Regions from separate parts of the Rattus norvegicus genome. Here region 1 is linked to region 2. Evidence: chromatin contacts called from public Hi-C data. All regions are on one chromosome and are shown on one strand. Each heading gives the region's core, a stretch centred on a gene start, on an enhancer-like site or on the middle of the called end of the contact. The rest is flanking DNA. Distances are from core to core; before and after follow the strand shown.

Region 1 (2,700 bases), core at 139-2,638, 41 kb after region 2:
CAGGAGTGCATGAGCACACTTAACCAAAAAATTCCAAAAATGTTAAAAATTTGTTCTTTTTTTATTAAAGCAACCTAAGGACTTTCAAACTTACTGGCCATTCTAAATCCAGGAAGTGAGGAGAGCCCAGCAGACCTGCACTTAATTAGAGTCCTAGTACAGGTGATCCAGTCCCTAGCAATCGCACCAAGCAGGCCTGTGTCCGTCTAGCAAGGCTGTACCTGAGCGTCTCCCGAGCCGTGTACCCAGAGCCTATCAGGATAGATTCATCAAACAGCTTGTCCATGCAGGGGATGAACTCTAGGAAACAGAAGAACATTAAAGACCTCACAAGCCTTCCCCAGTGCTCAGGGCAGAGAAAAGACAGCAAAGACCCTGTGAGGTGAGATGCTGCTTCTACTGGGCCACACAAGCCGCCTGCCCACGAAGACAGTCCGGGTAATGTTCAGTGTTAGAGAACTGACCAAGACTGACTAGAGAGATGGCACAATCGTACCAAAGGCAGAAGAGAACTGACCTCTTGGATATGGATGACAAGCCCACGGGACAGTTAGATTCTGGAACAAACCTGACATACAGCCAGCTTAGTTCTAAAGTCAAGTACATCTCAGGCCTCTGGCCTCCTGCGGGCACCTGAACTCGTGTGCAAACCCTCACCCCAGCACACGCACAGACAATTAATAAAAATATGTCTTCAAAGAGGGCTGGCGGGGTATGATGGCCCACACCTTTAGTATCTTAGCACTCAGAAGGCAGATCTCAGAGTTTGAGCCAGCCTGGTCTACAGATGGCTCCAGAACAACCAGGGCTACACAGAGAAAACCTGTCTTGAAAACATAAGTGGGCTAGAGAGTTGGCTCAGTAAAGACTTAGTTCGATTCCCAACACCCACATGACAGCTCTGAAGTGTCTCAAACTCCAGTCTCGGGGATCTGACACCCTCTTCTGGTCTCTGCAGACAAAAGGCACATGTGTGGTGCACAGTTGTACAAAGACACAAGTAAAACACACACATCCATACACGAGCGAGCAAACAAATGAAAATTAAAAATTGAAGACCCAAGGCTGCAATAATGAAGGACCAGACATGCTAAGACCCTGTAGAAATTCTAGGAAGTCAGCAAGCCTTGCTCCAAAGATGGCCCAGGCTACACAGGCCTTGGGAGAAAAGGCGGCCTTACGGTTTCTTAGCTCCGTGGTGAGGATGTGCTTGGCAGCGATGAGAAGCTCCTTCCGGAGGTGTGCGGTCTCCGCTGGACAGTTGGAAAGCAGCTGTAGCATGCCTTTCACCATCTGCTGAGAATACTTTGTCACCAGCTCCTGTCACAGCAAGGAAGACCACAGTCACACTGTGTCTGAGAGGCTGCAGAGACACCCAAGCTCTTTATGCAGCACCGAGCCTAAGTGAGCACCGCCAGAAAGGTTTTAGTGTGTACGTGCGTGTGCAGTCATGCAGCAGTCATTCTGAAAGGGAAGTGTGCCCACAGGGACAGATGGCCTCCCACGTAGACTAAGTGTGGGCACGACACTCTTATTGTTCTATTGCTTTACAAATTTCAACACTGAATTTGCATTACCTCCTTGGAAGAAAGAAAATAAATGCTTAAAGCGCCTGTTTAAAAAAAATATTCAGGGGTTGGGGATTTAGCTCAGTGGTAGAGCGCTTGCCTAGCAAACGCAAGGCCCTGGGTTCGGTCCCCAGCTCCGAAAGAAAAAAAAAAAAAAGAAAGAAAGTAAAAAAAATATTCAGTGCTAGAAAGACAGCTTGGTTGGGGCTGGAGAGATGGCTCAGTGGTTAAGAATACCGACTGCCCTTCCAGAGGTCCTGAGTTCAATTCCCAGCACCCACATGGTGGCTCACAACCATCTGTAATGAGAGCTCATGCCTTCTTCTGGTATATCTGAGACAGTGACAGGGCTCACATACCTTTAAAGAGACAGCTTGGTGGTTAAGGGTACTTGTTGCTCTTCCAGAGGGGACCCCCACCCTGTCCTTCACCTTCCAGTGCCCATGACAGGTGGTTCACAACCACCTGTAACTCCAGATCCATAAGATCCAATGCCCTTTTCTGGCTTCCATAGGCAAGTGTTCGTTCACATGCACAAGTGCGCAGGTATACACACACACACACACACACACACACACACACACACACACACACACACCTCTACACACCTTTTTAAAATAAGTAAATGCCAGGCATAATAGCTTACACCTTTAAATCCATCACTCAGGAGGCAGAGGCAGGAAGCATCCTGGTCTACCTAGCAAGTTCCAGGCCAGCCATGGCTACACAGTAACAGCTTGTCTCAAAAACAAACAAACAAACAAACAAACAAACAAACCCATCCATCCATCCATCCATCCATCCACCCTCCCTCCCTCCCTCCCTCCCTCCCTCCCTCCCTCCCTCCCTCCCTCTACTTAGTCGCCCCACTAACGTGAGCTGAGCATGGTGACTTCTGAGCAGCTCTAAACAACCTCTTCCTGACTCAAACACCAAGGCCCAAAAACTCCACTCATGATGGCAAATGCCCACGAGCCAGCACTCTGGAAGCTCATGGGCCAAAGGTCAGCCTGGACCACACAGTGAGACTTCATCTCATAAAGAGAGTCTGCAGAAGACTAACCGATCAATGAGCTCTGGGTTTGACTTAAGAGACCTGCCTCAGAAAGAGAAGGCAAAGAGCAAAGGAGGA
Region 2 (2,700 bases), core at 143-2,642:
TGTGTAATATATGTGTTTCTAAGCATTTTAGATGAAGGATATTGCTGTATTAAAATACCTTTCTATTAAAAAACATAACCGAGAGCCAGCTCACCCAATCCATAATTCTTGTTATGTGCGACTCAGCCTTATTAGCACATCCCTTTAATCCCCCTGGCTGGAACAGACATGGCCTCAGTAGAGACCTTTAATCCCAAACAATGAAGGTAGAGTTACAGTCTGTAGAAGGAAGCCCCGTGTTTGACAAGTGTTATCTACTTGAGTGGCAAAGTGACAAATCAGAGAAAGACCTGACAGACTAGGATACGCCCAACTCTCACAAGAGCAGAGAGGGAAGCTACTTTAGACAGAGGGTGCAGAGGGGCGCGGAGGGAGGCAGTTTAACTGAGGCTGAGGCAGTTACAGAGAGACAGGTTGCAGAGAGAACAAAGCTAGACACAGGTGAAGACAGAATGAACCAGAAAACGAGAAGTAGCCAGAGGATTAGAACAGATTGCCAGAGTTAGTATGAGGCCAAGCAGAGCAGTTCAGAAGCTGACAGAAGCCAGATTGAGTCAGTTAGCTTGGAGAGGAGTTTGATCCAGAACAGCTGAGTTGAATCAGCCAGCCAGAGTTCAGAAAGAGCAAGAAAGTAGGGTTATTCAGCAGTAAGTCTCTAGGCTAGATCTGACTGTAAGGAGGACAGAAGTGAGCAACTGGCTTCGGATGAACAAGCATTACTTTTTCCAGAGCTTCCTTCTCCCCCTTAAGTTTAGCTAGAATGTGTAATGTGTTTCATCTTGGCACTTTAGTCTGTACACCATGGTACTCAGGCTCACATCTGCCATCCTGACCCTCCCTGTACCCACTGCATCTCCTTCTAAACAATGGTGGAAGGATGACCACTGTTCTCTGTGTTTGGATGATCAGAGTGAACTTCGGTGGAGTCACAAGTGTGTCACTTGTTCTGAGAAGCTCCAGTACGTCAATGCTGCCGAGTCACTGTACGGGACACGCCGGGTCAGTGTTTTCTAGTCTCAAGTTTCTAGAAAGTCATAGTCAACAATGAAGCAGGAAACTATCCCTGAAAGCCAACAGTAGTCCTGGAGGAGTCACCAAGCATGGCTACCGATGTCACTCAGATTATTATAGCAAGACATGACAGATGGACGTGATTAACAACTTCTTCCTTAACTGAACTGTCCAGGGGCTTCACATATGCTAGGCAAGTGCTCAACCAACTAAGCTATAACACCAGCCCCCAGCTCCCCCTTTTACAGGAAGGAAGTGTTCTCCCTGTTGCTAGGTGACTTTTTTCTACGCCCACACCCACAAAGCCAGTAGCGTAAGGAGCACCAGCAAACGCTCCCACGAGGAGAGTGGAGCGTGGGAGAGCTGACGACTAAGGAGGGCAGCAGCTTCTTTCCAGAGGCACTTTCGGCTCCACATTACCATCCAGCAATGTGACCATACACAAGGCTCCCAGAAGGCTGTGGAGGGCTCAGCCCTGGGTTCCTGTGTGACGGTTATCACTTCTGCTCGAAGTACAGCATCACAGCAGAGGGAAAAACCTCAAAACAGATGCCGGCTTTAAGCAGAATTGGCTCAGAACAATGCCAAATGGGCATGCCAAAGAAGATGCTTTTTGGTTTTAACAGCAAGAAAGCCAAACTAAGGGGCCACACTTAGCCTGGGGCAGAGACAGGTCCTGCACTACTCTTGCCAACTCAAAACTAACGGCAACTTCGTCTGCGCAGCCAGAGCCTCACCTCTTCTTTAGACTCACTGTTCTCTCGTTCCCGAGGCTCCTGCTTGACATGAGTGACCATGGCAAAGGCAGCCCGGTCATGGCTGTCGGCCAGGTTGATGACATTGGTAATGGAGGGAAGCATGGCTCCCTGGCAGCTGGTTCCAATGGCTGTGCTCTTCTCGCACACCGCCAGGAGGAGCTAGAGAGGATCATGGGGAAAAGAACAGTTTAACAGCAACACCTGGTACGGGGAGGGTGTGAACACCCAGGAGCACCTGAGTATCAGAGGAGCAGCTCACACACAGACAACCCAGGTCCACATCTCAGGTCACAGTGCCCCCAACTCCTACCCCGGGTTAGCTGCAGGCCTGAACTTGCTTTCCGATTGCTCTTGGCCCAAGCTCTTCCAGGTTGCCATCATGCTTCTCTCCGCCCTAGATGCACTGTCCAGGAGAGACCTATGCTTCCCCTCCCTTGACTCTCCTTTCCTCTCATCACCTGCAGCACAGCCCCAAACCCAGCCCAGGGAGCCTCCTGGGTTATCTGTAGACCTACTCTAAAATCATCTTTCTGTTCATAGCTAGCGCCGTGACTCCTCTCACTCCCTGAACCCCTCAAAGACTTCTCAGTCCACATAAAACCTTCTGATGTGACATCAGCCCTTGACTGTGAAATCCCTTGTGTTCTCAACCCTCCTAAGACACTTCTGTCTGTAGCAGCCCCTGTGCAATGTCTATAGGGCCCTTGCTTATGTTGCTCCCACACACTAAGGGAAATCAATCTTTCCCAAAGGAACCATGACAGCCTTAGCTGTCACCGAGGTCCAGGAGAGAATGCCGCAGTTGTGTCCAAGGCGAGACCTAGTTTCATTCATTCCAGGTAAGCAGATCTGACTCTCCTAAGCACTAGGACCCTGACAAACCAGGACTGTCCTTTGTCTGAGCACACAAGTAACAGTGGCCCTTGAGTTG

Evidence for each region. A called contact is a pair of places that touch in the nucleus more often than the background predicts.
Region 1: a contact with region 2 is called in a Hi-C map of prefrontal cortex, with 2.7 times the contacts expected there. The contact joins two enhancer-like sites. A contact is called at or near these places in 3 of 12 Hi-C or Micro-C datasets (frontal cortex, hepatocytes and prefrontal cortex).

What each region holds. Positions count from the first base shown.
Region 1 is chr12:14,921,498-14,924,197 of GRCr8, forward strand. Trrap (transformation/transcription domain-associated protein) reads right to left here. Exons shown (of 71, transcript NM_001105907.4): 12 at 1,182-1,320; 13 at 222-300. Among named protein-coding and RNA genes, the nearest start is that of Trrap, 19 kb to the right of the region's middle. Within about 2 kb of position 1,389, at least 10 of the 93 cell types and tissues checked have an H3K27ac peak or open chromatin away from gene starts, as enhancers often do. A contact at or near this core is called in prefrontal cortex, where this site is marked.
Region 2 is chr12:14,880,374-14,883,073 of GRCr8, forward strand. Trrap (transformation/transcription domain-associated protein) reads right to left here. Exons shown (of 71, transcript NM_001105907.4): 50 at 1,749-1,928. All of the region lies in intron 1 of LOC134481264 (a long non-coding RNA gene), which reads left to right. Among named protein-coding and RNA genes, the nearest start is that of Trrap, 60 kb to the right of the region's middle. Within about 2 kb of position 1,393, at least 25 of the 93 cell types and tissues checked have an H3K27ac peak or open chromatin away from gene starts, as enhancers often do. A contact at or near this core is called in prefrontal cortex, where this site is marked.